Linked DNA regions of Anser cygnoides: all the other regions are linked to region 1. The links are chromatin contacts, called in public Hi-C maps. All regions are on one chromosome and are shown on one strand. The core of a region is the stretch at or near the end of the contact, and the rest is flanking DNA. Distances in the headings are between cores, read along the strand shown.

Region 1 (3,214 bases), core at 574-3,073:
TGCCTGAGCTGAGCCTTCCTATTGATTGCTCCCCAGCAGGAGCCGCGCTCTTGTCTGGTTTGTGTTGCAAGAGCAAGCGCTCCGGGCCTGCCTGCAGGAGCAAAGCGGGCGCTGGCTTGCAGGGCATCAGCTGCCTGGTGAGGCTTCGCTGTGCCGGCGCTTCCCTAATGCCGGTGCAAAGGTTCAGCTGAGGCGTAACCACGGCTGGCAGCTCTTGTGCCCGCTCTCCCAAAGCCTTTTTGCTCGTGCCCTGAACGAAGTAACCTACCTCAGACGTCCTGGGGGCTGGCACGTTGCGAAGAGGGAGGCTTGGGGCTCTGAAGCAGCTGCAGGCGGTGGGGATTCACGGCGCCGTCCTGCTGCGGGCTGCATCTGGGCTCTGCGATGCTGAGCTCCGAGAACCTGGGCCAGGAGGTGGTGTGGGACCAGCCCTTCCTGCAGCAGCTGCCTCCGGCTGCAGGAGCTGGCCCTGCTCGAAAAGCCGTCTCTTTCAGTGTCTCCACTCGCCCCACCTGTGAGGTGAGAAGAGGGGTTATTTGCCAGCCTGAAAGGGGCCTGAGGAGTTACTCCGATTTTTTTTTTTGCTACCTCTGCATCAAAAAAAGAAACAGCTTCCTTCCTGGCTGTCATCTGGAGCTGAGGCAGCCGAGCTGCTCCTTGTTCTCTGATGACAAAATAGTAGGAGAGAAGGAATGAGTGGAAACTTATAAATCATATAAATGCTCCTCACAACAAAAATGAGGGAAGTCCCAAAGAACAACCTGTTCTGGTACGTGTTTCTCAGTGTTACCAGCTTACAGGGCGATGTGCACAGATGGGAAAAGGACCAGTGCCACTGGGGGTTCTGGTGCTGCCTGCCTTCTCCCAGCCCCAAGCATTTAAGAAGGGTTTTTGTGTGTGTTAAATAGTGGCATTTATACAAATTCGGCCATGTAAGGCAGAGATTCCTCCCCCCCACGGTTTTAGGATTTCACACTGAAATGGAGGATCCGTCAGTAGCTTTGGATCACACATCACCTGGAGGCGTTTTACGGGGCAGACCACAAGTCGTTGTTCTCGCTTCATTTCCTGCTGGCATTAATCTATCCCTCGGGCCCCCTTTGACATCCCTCCAGCCTCGCTGATGGGATGAGGACGCCCCGGGTCAGGTTCCTGTTCCCTTGGGGCAAGGGGTGGAAACCAGGCTGCTTCAGCATGAGCACGGGAGGAGGAGCAGGAGCCCAGCCGGGCGGTGGGGATCTTTCCTGGGCTGAGGTCGGCGCCCCCAAGGCCTGGAGGCGTCCCTGGATCACCTGCACGCTGCTATCTGCTGTTGGCCCTTCTGGCGAGTGAATGGGTGCTGAGGAAATGTCCAATAAAGCGCTCTGGGTTAATTATTTTCTAGCTGTCAGCCTGCAGACTTTTCTTTCGATGTCCCTTGTTTACAGCTCAATGTTTTTAGGCTGGTGGCGGGACTGGGCTGTACCCTCTCCGGGGAGAGGCTGGGCAGGAAAAGCGCTTGCGTCGCTTGCTCTCAGTGCGGAGGCAGGCGCAGGAGCTGTGCGTGCTGAGCTGGAGCAGCCTGGGGGTCTGTGCTCGGGAGGGACGTGGGGCAGCTCTCCTGAAACCTGTGCTCGTCACGAGGGGCTGGCTTTTCGCTCCTCCACGGCACCGCTCCAGCTGAAGCAGCAGCAGACAGGCAGCCAGACTGCCTTGAGGGAGGTAACACCGGTAAATTCCTTCTGATTCCCGAATTTGGGTCTGAACAGGGACCTACTGACGGGAAACACGAGAGCTCCACTGATGCTCAGCTCTGGGAGCAAAATGCAAAGATCCCAGCTGGGGGCTCTTGCAGGGAGCATCTACCCCACGAACCTCGCTCTGAGCAGGTGGTGCTGGAGGGGTGTCAAAAGCACCTGCGCTTCTTTCTGCTGGTTGTCTGCCTTTCAGAGCTGTCCCTGCATCCATCCTGCCGCTGTCCCCTGTCCCCCCTCCCCATCTGGGTGCCTTTTCTGGAGCCCGCGCCCTGTTTACCACCCAGGGAGCGGGAATGTCCCTGGCGCAGGGGGTGATCTTTGTGCCGATGTGGAGCTCTTCCAGGGGGAGCTGTGGTGTCACGGGAGCCGCAGTCACGGGAGCTGCCGGCTGGAATGCGCAGCGTGCCCCCTCCCTCTTCGGCCTGCGCTGCTCCTATTTTTGTGCCTGTCTTAAGCTCTTTTTTTCCACTTGAAATACTTCATGGGTCAGCCGTCCTGCTGGCTGCGGGATGGTTACCAGGGTGGGCAACAGGCGAGCGCTGAGGTGCCCTTGGTGCGAAACACAGAGGTCAGGAGAGGCCCGGGGCTGCCTGTCCTGCCCCAGCAGGTGTGTTGGGCACGACCGATGGGCGCAAGAGCTAATTCTTTAAGGAAACCAGTCTCACCAGGACGATACACTCATGTAAAGCTGGCTTGGCGTAGCTTAAAAATGAACTGGGATCCTGCAGCTGCATACAGGGCTCTTCCCCTGGGCAGCCATCCACTGCCCCTTGTGGCTGCTGCAGAGGGATCCCAGGCCAGAGGTGGCCCAGGTGGCCTCCCCCGTGCCACGTGAAATATTTCTCATTGATACAGGTTGTGTTTGTTTAGAGGGATAATGGTTTAGTTAAGTCTGTATGGGGAGAAGCATTTGGTGGGGGAAAAGAGCTGATACCAGCTGTGGGAGGTTGGCAGTACTCCTTGTGATGTACCCCAAGAGAGGAAAATAAACGTTGTGGTTTTCCCCGTGACCCTGTGCTCTGAATCATCAGATCCATCAAAAAACAAACTTTTCTGTGGACTGGAGTTGGCACAGGATTACCCCGGCAGGGGCAGACAGTTTGTGGCTGACTCCTGCAGGATTTTTCTCTCTACCACCTCTCTCATTCAGCTGCTCCCTCTGGCAGACTCCTTTAAGTCCCATCACTACCAGAAAAGCTATTCCAGGAAAAACCAGCTCAAATTCTGTTCGCTCTCTCACCTCTCCTTTCTCCTCCCGAACTTATTTCCAGGAGGGCTTGCCATCTGTCATGGATCTAGCTGCGTAAACCTGACTCCTCTGGCTGAACCCTCAGCTGGCCTTATTTCCAGGAAAGCCGGTGGCGCTGCAGATCGCCCTGTGCCTTCCTCGTCCCACGGAGCTCCTCTGTACTCGGTTTCGGTGCAAGCGAGCCAACAAGTCCAACAAGATCAGAGGTGCCCTCAAACTGAAATACCTG
Region 2 (3,102 bases), core at 562-3,061, 520 kb before region 1:
CACCACTCATATTTTCACATCTACGTTAAAAAGGAAAAAAAAAAAAAAAAAAAAAGCAGATGCATCTATATAACTTACCCAGCTGTTGCCAAAAAACTCAGACACAGCAGCTAAAGGGCTGAGCTCCAAGGCCTCAGGCCTATGAATGTGACAGCGAGCTGCAAGATTAAAACGTTGTCCTCAAGGTGAATAACTGTAACTTCAAAACCCTGATAATCATCACCTTCTTGGGGTTGGAGACTGCATTTGTAAGGGAGATCATGGGAAGTTCCAGATCATGGAGGACCCTGGGGGACAGGCAGCCTTGTAATTACAAAAACAACCTACTCCTGCTTCACTCCTGCAGGGAGCATAGACCAGGCTTTTGGGATGTCTCTGCTTATCTCCAGTAAGAACATCCCATAACAGGGTATGGATTCTGAGCAGTGCCCAGGTGACAACATTAAGGTAAAAGGGCTACTTTGGAGTCAGAACAATGTACTAAAACCTGCACCAACACAGCTTTTTAGACCATTGGTAGCATTCCAGCACTTTCTTCCATACAATATTAGCAAAGCACTCCAGAAAAGATCAAATAATTATGAAGTGAGGCTAACTCCTTCCCACCTTAATATTTTCTCCAAATACAGACTGGTCAGCATTCACTGGAGCAGAAACCAGGTAGGAACAGTATTGGAACCATACCCACCACAGGAGATTAACCCCTAATGTGAGGTACAAAGAGATTTCTGAAAGTTCCTCCAACTGGGAACTGATCAAAGATAGGGGCACAGATGATAGGCTGATTCTAGGACATCCAATGACCAAGTAGCCATGAACTGACATGTGTTAAATACTTAGGAGACATGCACATTCACACTAAAATCACAAAGAACTTAATTTGCAATAGCTAAATATAAAGGGAAAGATGTACTTGTTTAAAAATTAAAAGAGAAAATTATTTCCCTACTTTTTATAGAAAATGCCTAAAACAAGGCATTTCTATCAGACTTATTCTTGGGATCTGTGTTTAGAGCACCCCGAAATAAAATATGAAAACATCAGTTATTAAGGAAAAATTAACTCAATGCCAGGGGTAGGCTGAAACAGAAATGGTTTAGAGGTAGAAAACCTACTTACAGAACTGTGCCACAAGATACTGATTGATCATATACTCAGATATCTAAACACAATATGACACTATCGTATTATCTGGAAGCTCTCACTGGCACAATAGACTCATGAGGTATGTCCTAGCGACCTGATTAGATTGTAGTCCTTCAATAAAATATGGTATGACACAGCTATTCACCTGTGCAGAGTCACACAGACTTCAGAAAGACTCCATGAAATGAAATTTATTATGGGACCAGACCTAACTAATCATCTGATGATTGTGGTGTGCTTCAGCTAGAAAAGCAGCTGAATTATATATATTCCCATATAAATAATCCAGTCTTCTTGGGAAGCACGTTGTGAAGAGGATCTAAGTTTTGACAGAGCCGGGATGGCTACTTGTGTCCAGAGACACGAGGCATCATGCATTTTTAAAAAGTGTTGCCAAAACCTGCTCTCAGGTCCATTAGGCATGGACAGAAATGAAAATTATGTGCCTTGTCCACATCTTATAATTGATAGAGAAGTGAAACAGAACAGTTTTGTAAGTGAAAGAGAAAGAAGGAAAGAAAGAAAAAGAGAAAGAGAAAGAGAGAGGCAAAAAGAACAAGCTGTTGTTTCAAATAGCAGACACTGAGGGTTGAAACTCAGCTCCTCTGAGGCTGACAGGGATTTCTGACCCTATGTATCTCCAGTTCCTGGAAAGTCCCACCAACAAACAGCAAGAACACATTCCCTCTGATAAGATTCTGTAACGTAGCAAATATTTATCTTTGTGACCAACAGTTTCAGCTGTTTGTTTTATGATGTTATAGAATACTTGGCTCTGCAGCTGAATTGGGACAAGGTGAACAGCCTCACTGCCTGAGCACTAACATGTTCTCATTGCATCACATACCGCTCAATTCTCCTCCATTTGAGTCGAGATCCCATTGAAGCTGCTGCCAAAGCACATGGAGGGGCTGGTGGCAGTGCTGAGTGTAAAGGTTGAAGGTAGGTTTCACAACGTCACCACTAGTTTGTTCATCAAGAACTAATGGGGAAAAAAGGGCTGTTTCTTAAGGTACCATTTGTAATGGCGTCAATTGTTATAACATCCATTGGGACTATAATCTGAACTTCAGTACCATGGTTGGAAGCTCTGGAAGGCAGCCACTACAAGGAGGACTGGTGGAAAAAAGTCTAAACTGGATTTTTTATTATTTTTTTTTCATCAGAAACAGCTTTTGATTAAAGGACTGATGAAAACATATTTTAAAGTGTCAAAAGGTGTTGAGAAATGGACTGAGTTTGTAGCAGCTCTGTCCTACTTCTACTGTGGCAAAGTGCAACTGTAACAAAATCGAAAGGCACAGCAGTTGTCCAGTACTGGTGTGAGGAGGTGTTCACACGATCTGGGATACTGTCTACTCTACAGAGCTAGTGAAATTGTTCAGGAACACACAGAACAGGCTACGTAACTGTTAATTCATGTTTTTAGAAACGTTCTTCCATGCATGCCATTTCCTTACCTAGGTAAAGGTGCAAGAAGCAGAAGCCTGAGGTAACATCATGTTTAACAAGCTAAATTCCTACTGTGAAGTCAGAGATGTGATTCTTACTTAAGGCACGCAGCTCCATGCATACCTTAAAGTTTTGTCATAGTTCATATTAAGACTACTTTTCTTCAGGCTGAATTCTACAGTGAAAAAATTTCAATCAATAGTTACATCACTTAGAGTTGTTCTACAAAGATTTGATTGATTGATTCATACAGCATTGAATGAAATCAGGAACATCCCTTAAGATAAGAGAGACCTGGCCCCCTTATTCCCCTCAGTCTTAGTTGTTCCCATTTCTGGCCAGAAAGAACAAACCATTTGGTTTATTTCACAATTTAAGCTCTGAAAGCTTGCAAAATCTATTCCCTCCACAGAAAATGTATCAAGAATTAATCAGAACCTCATAAATTTAAGCACTTCTGGGGCTCTAGATTTAGCCCAGTGAAGAATAAATCATTCTAGTTTG
Region 3 (3,231 bases), core at 113-2,612, 540 kb before region 1:
ACTACGCCATGACATACTTACTTCATAGAGCTCAAGCACCCAAGCAATGAAGGAATTGCCAGTGCTGCTTTTATAGTCCGTGTTCATACTGGTATGGCAATTAGCCAAACTGACAAAATGGCAGTATTTCACTTAAGTATCTTTTTATTTTCTCTCTCCCATGTAAGTACATCCATTTCCACATTTATTCCATTATCTTTCACTAATACAAGAAATAATTGTGAGACTGAGGTTTTCCTTCATAAATGTTTCTATGCACCATTGATTTTATTTCAGCTTTGTTGTGGTTACACTAACAAAAGCAAGCATTTGAGCTACGAGTGGTTTTGTCTGAGCCATCATCTTTCACCTGATGGCTTTTTTGGTTTAACACGGGCTATTTACATTTAGCTTTTGGAATTAGAGTAATAAGAGCAGGAAAGGACCTCAGGAGGTCACCCATTGCCTCCCCCTGCTGCAGGGCAGAGCCAAACAGCTAAACCACAGCTAAGCAGATCTGAGTTCTCCCTAGCTGTTGACACCTGACCGATGCCCACACAATATCCACTGGTGGCCATTTACCTCAGCTTCAAGATCTGATCTACTTACAGGTGCTGTAACTGCTAACAGGTGATGTGACTCATAGCGTCCATTACACACACAGCTCTTTTCATTTCATGCTTTTGCTGTGTCCTTTCACAACACTCTGCATCTTCTGCAGGTCTGAAAATCTACACGTTGCAGTAGAAAGGACATTTCCACTATCCCTCTACCCAACACTATTGTCTGCAAACAGTTTACATCAGCCTCTGTGCTCTGTGATAAATCATCTGCTTTCACAACCCAGGGCAGTTATAAATAGCAACACATGATTTCACATTTTGTAAAACCCACAAAACTTCCCAAGAAACTGATTGCCCAACTAAAATGCAGGAAAAAGGGCAAAATTAACTATAATGCACCAGGTAAGCAAAACGTCTTGAGACTTTTTTTTTCTGTTTCCTTTCATTTGGAAAGCACTCAGACACAAGTGTCATTTCTAAAATGATGAAGTTTGTTGAGGCTGCAAAGAGCTTTCCTTGAAAATCCTTTTGCTCAGCAGGAATTCCACTGGGAGAATGTGGCTTGGATAATGAAGTGATCTCAAAGTTGGTGGTCTGTGTTCTAGGAATACATTACTTATTCATATGTGGGACTTCGTTGTTTTTCCTGCAGCATTCATCTTCATACTGTCCTGTATCTTTAAAGTTTCCATGGAAAGGCACGTATCTTTTGCAGGAACTTGTGTGTAACTATACAGAAGTTATCTACAGCAAAATATGCATGGGAGAAAAAAATATTTCACTGAGCAGGAATTTTGCTATCAAGTTTTGGATTTCATCCTCAAAACGGTGCCTCCCTTCACAATAATGGATGAGTTAGAAAAATATTCCCAGCTTCTCTTCAGAAGGGGAACACCAGCCAATGAGCATATTGCCCTATCAGCTGCTGCACTGGATCTCAGTAATAACCCCAGCTCATTGCCCCAGAAACCTTTTGTCTTTGTGCTTTTTCTGACAAAACAGCATTAACAAATTCTACAATTTAAAACCTTCGAGAGTTTTTTTTTCCCCCTCTCTGAATGGGAGTTATCTGGTGCAATGTGTTTACACAATATAATCAACAGTAAACCCTAACTAGGGTAATCCCAAGAAGAGGAACCTGATGGTTTGGAACAGATTTAAAATAACCAGAAAGGGCACAGATCTGACGTGCAATGACATATTCCAAGTGCTCTAAATACACAAGACCTTTCAACCCATTAGAAATGATAAGCTTCATCCCACTGCATCATAAGAAGAAAATAAACCACACTAACCCTAATGCCTGCAAATAAAGCAAAGCATCGTAGCTGCTTTGTCAGAACTTGTATGACCTTCCTCTCTATAAAACATGCCTCATAACAATGGTGGGGTTAAGAATCAGAAGTAGGATACAATTTACATTACACAAAAATAAACTTAGAGATATTCAGCCACTGAGATACTAATTTCCTGATGTAAGTCCCAGGCAAAAATTAGAAACTGTAGTCCATTACTGCCTCAGGACGGTGCCCCTTGATATGCCTTATTATAAATCCCAGGGTAGCGCAGCATAGTAGGCTGAAAGAAAATGTTCTTGATGATGTACTGGAAACAGATGACTCTCAGTACCCCAACACTAAACTGAAACATTTTTCTATGCAGAATACTGTGGTTCTCGTAGAACCTGAGATAACTATAATGACTCTTTAATTATTAGCTGAGACTTATGACAAAATCTTTAGTATGACACTTTAGTAGTGTCATACTAAAAAATATTTCCAGGCATATTCACAGATGGCAGGCATATATCTAACTGCCTGTTAGTACAAGGACATGCAGAGGAGCATGTCTTGCACTCTTCACCATTAGAAAGTGATTGAGACGATGTCCTAAATTCCAGTGGTACAGCTGGAATGGATGTATATGTAGGACCCAATGCATATGAATCATCACACCAGCCAGATCCTGACCCTTCACTCAGTTTTTTCAGCTCCTCTTCAGGCAACATTCCCATTTACATTAATGTGACTACTTTCACAAGGGAAGGTCATAAGCATAAGAGTCATTGCACCGTTCCTAGAGGCAGATCATGACCCTTAAGTACACATTTATTGTAGAGCTGATAGGTAACTCATGGTGTAACACAGCTGATTGAAGAAGACATTTTTTGGCAAAAGAAATTAAGTGGAGTGAATTAACTTTATGGATCGAAACACAGTAAAGCACAGGAGGCCTACTGAGGAATGGAAGTACCGATTATTGTGTGTTTCTGCTAATGAGAATCTAACATACAACTTGCACAAGAACAAGCTAAAGCCTCCATTACTCAGAGGAGATCAATTCATGTCATTGGGATTGTTTCTAAGGATGGTGGTTTTAGACAATTTAGAAAAGTTTAGCTGAAACTAAAAACTCTCCTTAGATTTTAAGGACCCAAAGGAGTTATGTATAACAATCCTAAAAAGACTTCCTAAAACAGCTAGGTAAACCATCTGTAACAAATGCATATTGCCAAAGTAAAAGCAACCAGGGAATCTGGCCACATCATGGATTTCGAAGTTTCAGCCCAGGAAGATGGAAACACCGAGGAACTATCTGCCCAGCTAAGCACATGTAGCATGGCTTCCAGAAAAGGCTAAAACCAAAAGACATTGGAACTTTCCGGACATATTTTTAACAGTTGGGTTGG
Region 4 (2,879 bases), core at 194-2,693, 1.0 Mb after region 1:
GGAAGTGGGTGAAAGGTCGCGGCGCCGAGCCCGAGCTGGCAGCCGAGGGCTGCCCCAAAGGCAGCAGCAGCGCCCTCAGCTCGGGGCACGTTCGGGTTTGCTCAGAGCTCACACGCCTCAGCTGTTGGATGTCACGGTTTTTTTTTTTTTTAACGTAGGAGTAGCGTTTTCTTGCAGGAGGATGCTCTGAAGGAGGCTGTAACACCCCAAAACGACCCCGAGCTCCCAGCGCAGCTGCTTCTTGCAGCAGGTCACGGCTCTGTCAGAGCCTTATTTCTGTGTGAGCAGGTAGTTACACTTCTGCATCAACGGAGAGCCGCGTCACTCACCTACAACATCACCTGCAATATTACAATTCGGTAATGATTAGTTGTATTGACGAATCAAGAACACATTCCCGGTGCTTACTGTACAATTCACATTGGACAGAGGACACACGACCACGTTAGACGAGCGCATAGATCCAGAAACTGAAGAGGGCAGACAGGAAAATATAATTGAGAAACCCAGCACAAAACATCTTTCCCAGTCTCACTGCTGCACTCCTACACACGTGATAAGGAAATGAGTAGTCCCCTGTACAGTAATTTCCTCTACACTGCAGAGTTTCAACACGATCGTCCTTCAAGTGCTGATAAATTGCCAGGTGAGAGGAGCAACGGGCCGCTTCTCTCCATCCTACTTTGCGCTTTTTCCTTCCCCAAAAAAGGCACCCGACGCTGCAGCCCCACCACCAGTACCACAGCCAGTATAAATAACCAAAGTCACACTTAATGCTGATTTTTCCATTGAAAACTGAAGACACGGCACAAAACATTCGCGGTGCGTAAAAACGTGGCGAGCAAACGGAGACCAAAAGCTGCTGCTAGACCTGACCTCTCCCTTCCGCAACGAGCCTATTCAGCACGCCCACCCGGCAAACCCGGGCCCCGTGAGCAAAACGCGCGCGGAATTACACCTCAAAAGCACTTTTTACGGTGACTACGGTATTTCTGTGTAAGTTTCACAGCTTTCAGCCGGGTTAGCGCACAGCCCGGTGGCGCACAGAACTTGGCACCGCGCAACCCCACCGGGGATAAAAAGCCTGGGGGGGAGGCTCTGGAGCCCAAAACAGGGGGGACCAGCCCCGGCTCCCCACGGGGCCGCGGTGTCCCCCTCACCACAACCCCGTCCCCACCGCCCCTCAGCCGCCTCCCGCTACCCACACCGGGAACACCTCAGAGGGCACGCCGGCGGCTCAGCCCCGCTTCGAGAGGCTCCCCCGGCCCAGCCGGCCGCCACCCACCTGCTGAGGGCCGCCGCCGCTCAGCGGCTGCACAAGGGGCGGCCCGGAGCCGGCCGAGCGCAGGAGACCGGCGGCGAAGCGGGGAAGCGGCGAGGGAGGGAGGGAGCGAGGGAGGGCGGCGGCCGCTCCCCTCACACGCCCCGCCGGAGCCGCGCTTGCCGCCCGCCCCGCCATTGGCTGCCTGTGGAGAAGGGGGCGGGGATTCGCCGGCAGGGCGGAGGGGCGGGAAGGGCGGCGGGAGCTGATAGGCCGGCGGTGGGGGGTGCTGGGGTGTGATTGGCGGGCAGCGCCCGGGGGGCGGGATGTGAAGGGAGGTGTTATGGCGGCCTGGGGGGGGGGGGGAATGGGGGGGTGGTGGTCTTGGGGCTGGGGTGGGTTGGGGTTGTGGGGAGCGGTGTCAGGGGGCTCACAGGGCTCCTGGGGCATGGAGGCGGCCGTGTCCGGGCGATAAAACCCCAGGGATTGTGAGGAGAGGCAGTGGGGGTGTAGAGTTGTTGGGATACGGGTGTAAATTGGGGTAACATAGCACATGGGGGACCTGTCTGTGGTGCCAAGATGGGCTCCCTGCGAGGGCGCACCAAATGCAGGGGGCTGAAGGAGGTATGCTCAGTGCTTCCCAAAAGTAATTGCAGTCTTCCGAAAATGCAAAATCATGGAAGTAATCTAAATGAAAGTGTCAGTCACGGTGCAGAATGGCATGCAAAAGTTGAAATGATTGAATTTTATGCTTGCAATGGGCTAGTCGCTTTTGGGTTTCAAGAGGTCAGAGCTTGAATATCTCAGATGCTCTGTTTGATTTCAGTATGACAGGTGCAGGAAGCCTGCTCTGTCCTTTCTGAAATGACGTCAGACTACAGTGGTGTCAACACGAAGGTTCTGAACTAGGACAATTTGGGATTTATATTCTTTCCCTTGTGGGCAGATCCACCCAACCCCACAGTCCTGCCAGCTGGAATTTCCAGGATGTGCCTGAAGGCTCCAAAGCACACAAACATATGATGAAATCCAGAAGCGTGGACACTGCACACTGAGCCTCTCCCATATCCTTAAGATCATGCAACGTCAATAAAACGAAACACTACTGGTCAGAATTTTTACCTCCAGTGTTCCATGCCTAATGATGTGATTTTAAGATGTTACTACCCCAAGAAGAAGCATAAATCCCAGAAGAAAACAAGGAGAGGAGATTTAGATCTACTAGTATTAGCAAGAGGAGGGGAAAAAAAATAAAAAATAAGTAAATCACCACAAACCCAACTATGCCCCAAAGTTCAGCAGCATCCATGTTTACATGTATTTAGCCATAACAGGTATGGCTAAAAAATATATAATGTAACTTGAAGAGTTAGAAGAAGGTAATTAATAACTTTTGTCTCTTTGGTGTATGTGTTCTACAAGAAGATTAAAAATAAAAAATCATCTGCATATTTATCATTATGCACAAAGACAACCTAAAATGCCTTGATGTTTTTTGTTGATGATTGTTTTTTCGTCCAGGTGCTTTTTACCTTTGAAATATTAAACAAGCAAAAAACACACGTTTACACATACGTAAATCTGCTTTCTCTCATTCTACCAGGAGTTTCCTCATATC

What was found. A called contact is a pair of places that touch in the nucleus more often than the background predicts.
Region 2: a Hi-C map of liver shows a contact between it and region 1, with 2.5 times the contacts expected there. The contact joins two enhancer-like sites. A contact is called at or near these places in 2 of 7 Hi-C or Micro-C datasets (both in liver).
Region 3: a contact with region 1 is called in a Hi-C map of liver, with 2.4 times the contacts expected there. The contact joins two enhancer-like sites. A contact is called at or near these places in 2 of 7 Hi-C or Micro-C datasets (both in liver).
Region 4: a Hi-C map of liver shows a contact between it and region 1, with 2.5 times the contacts expected there. The contact joins the promoter of LOC106044877 here to the enhancer-like site in region 1. A contact is called at or near these places in 2 of 7 Hi-C or Micro-C datasets (both in liver).

What each region holds. Positions count from the first base shown.
Region 1 is chr5:20,443,955-20,447,168 of Taihu_goose_T2T_genome, reverse strand. The region is part of intron 1 of PNPLA2 (patatin like phospholipase domain containing 2); the gene reads left to right. Among named protein-coding and RNA genes, the nearest start is that of PNPLA2, 8.2 kb to the left of the region's middle. Within about 2 kb of position 1,823, at least 2 of the 3 cell types and tissues checked have open chromatin away from gene starts, as enhancers often do. A contact at or near this core is called in liver, where this site is marked.
Region 2 is chr5:20,962,365-20,965,466 of Taihu_goose_T2T_genome, reverse strand. All of the region lies in intron 1 of LOC125182190 (a long non-coding RNA gene), which reads right to left. Among named protein-coding and RNA genes, the nearest start is that of EGLN3, 39 kb to the left of the region's middle. Within about 2 kb of position 1,811, at least 2 of the 3 cell types and tissues checked have open chromatin away from gene starts, as enhancers often do. A contact at or near this core is called in liver, where this site is marked.
Region 3 is chr5:20,982,717-20,985,947 of Taihu_goose_T2T_genome, reverse strand. The region is part of intron 1 of LOC125182190 (a long non-coding RNA gene); the gene reads right to left. Among named protein-coding and RNA genes, the nearest start is that of EGLN3, 19 kb to the left of the region's middle. Within about 2 kb of position 1,362, at least 2 of the 3 cell types and tissues checked have open chromatin away from gene starts, as enhancers often do. A contact at or near this core is called in liver, where this site is marked.
Region 4 is chr5:19,444,827-19,447,705 of Taihu_goose_T2T_genome, reverse strand. LOC106044877 (carnitine O-palmitoyltransferase 1, liver isoform) reads right to left here and starts at 1,443. Exons shown (of 24, transcript XM_048058718.2): 1 at 1,286-1,443.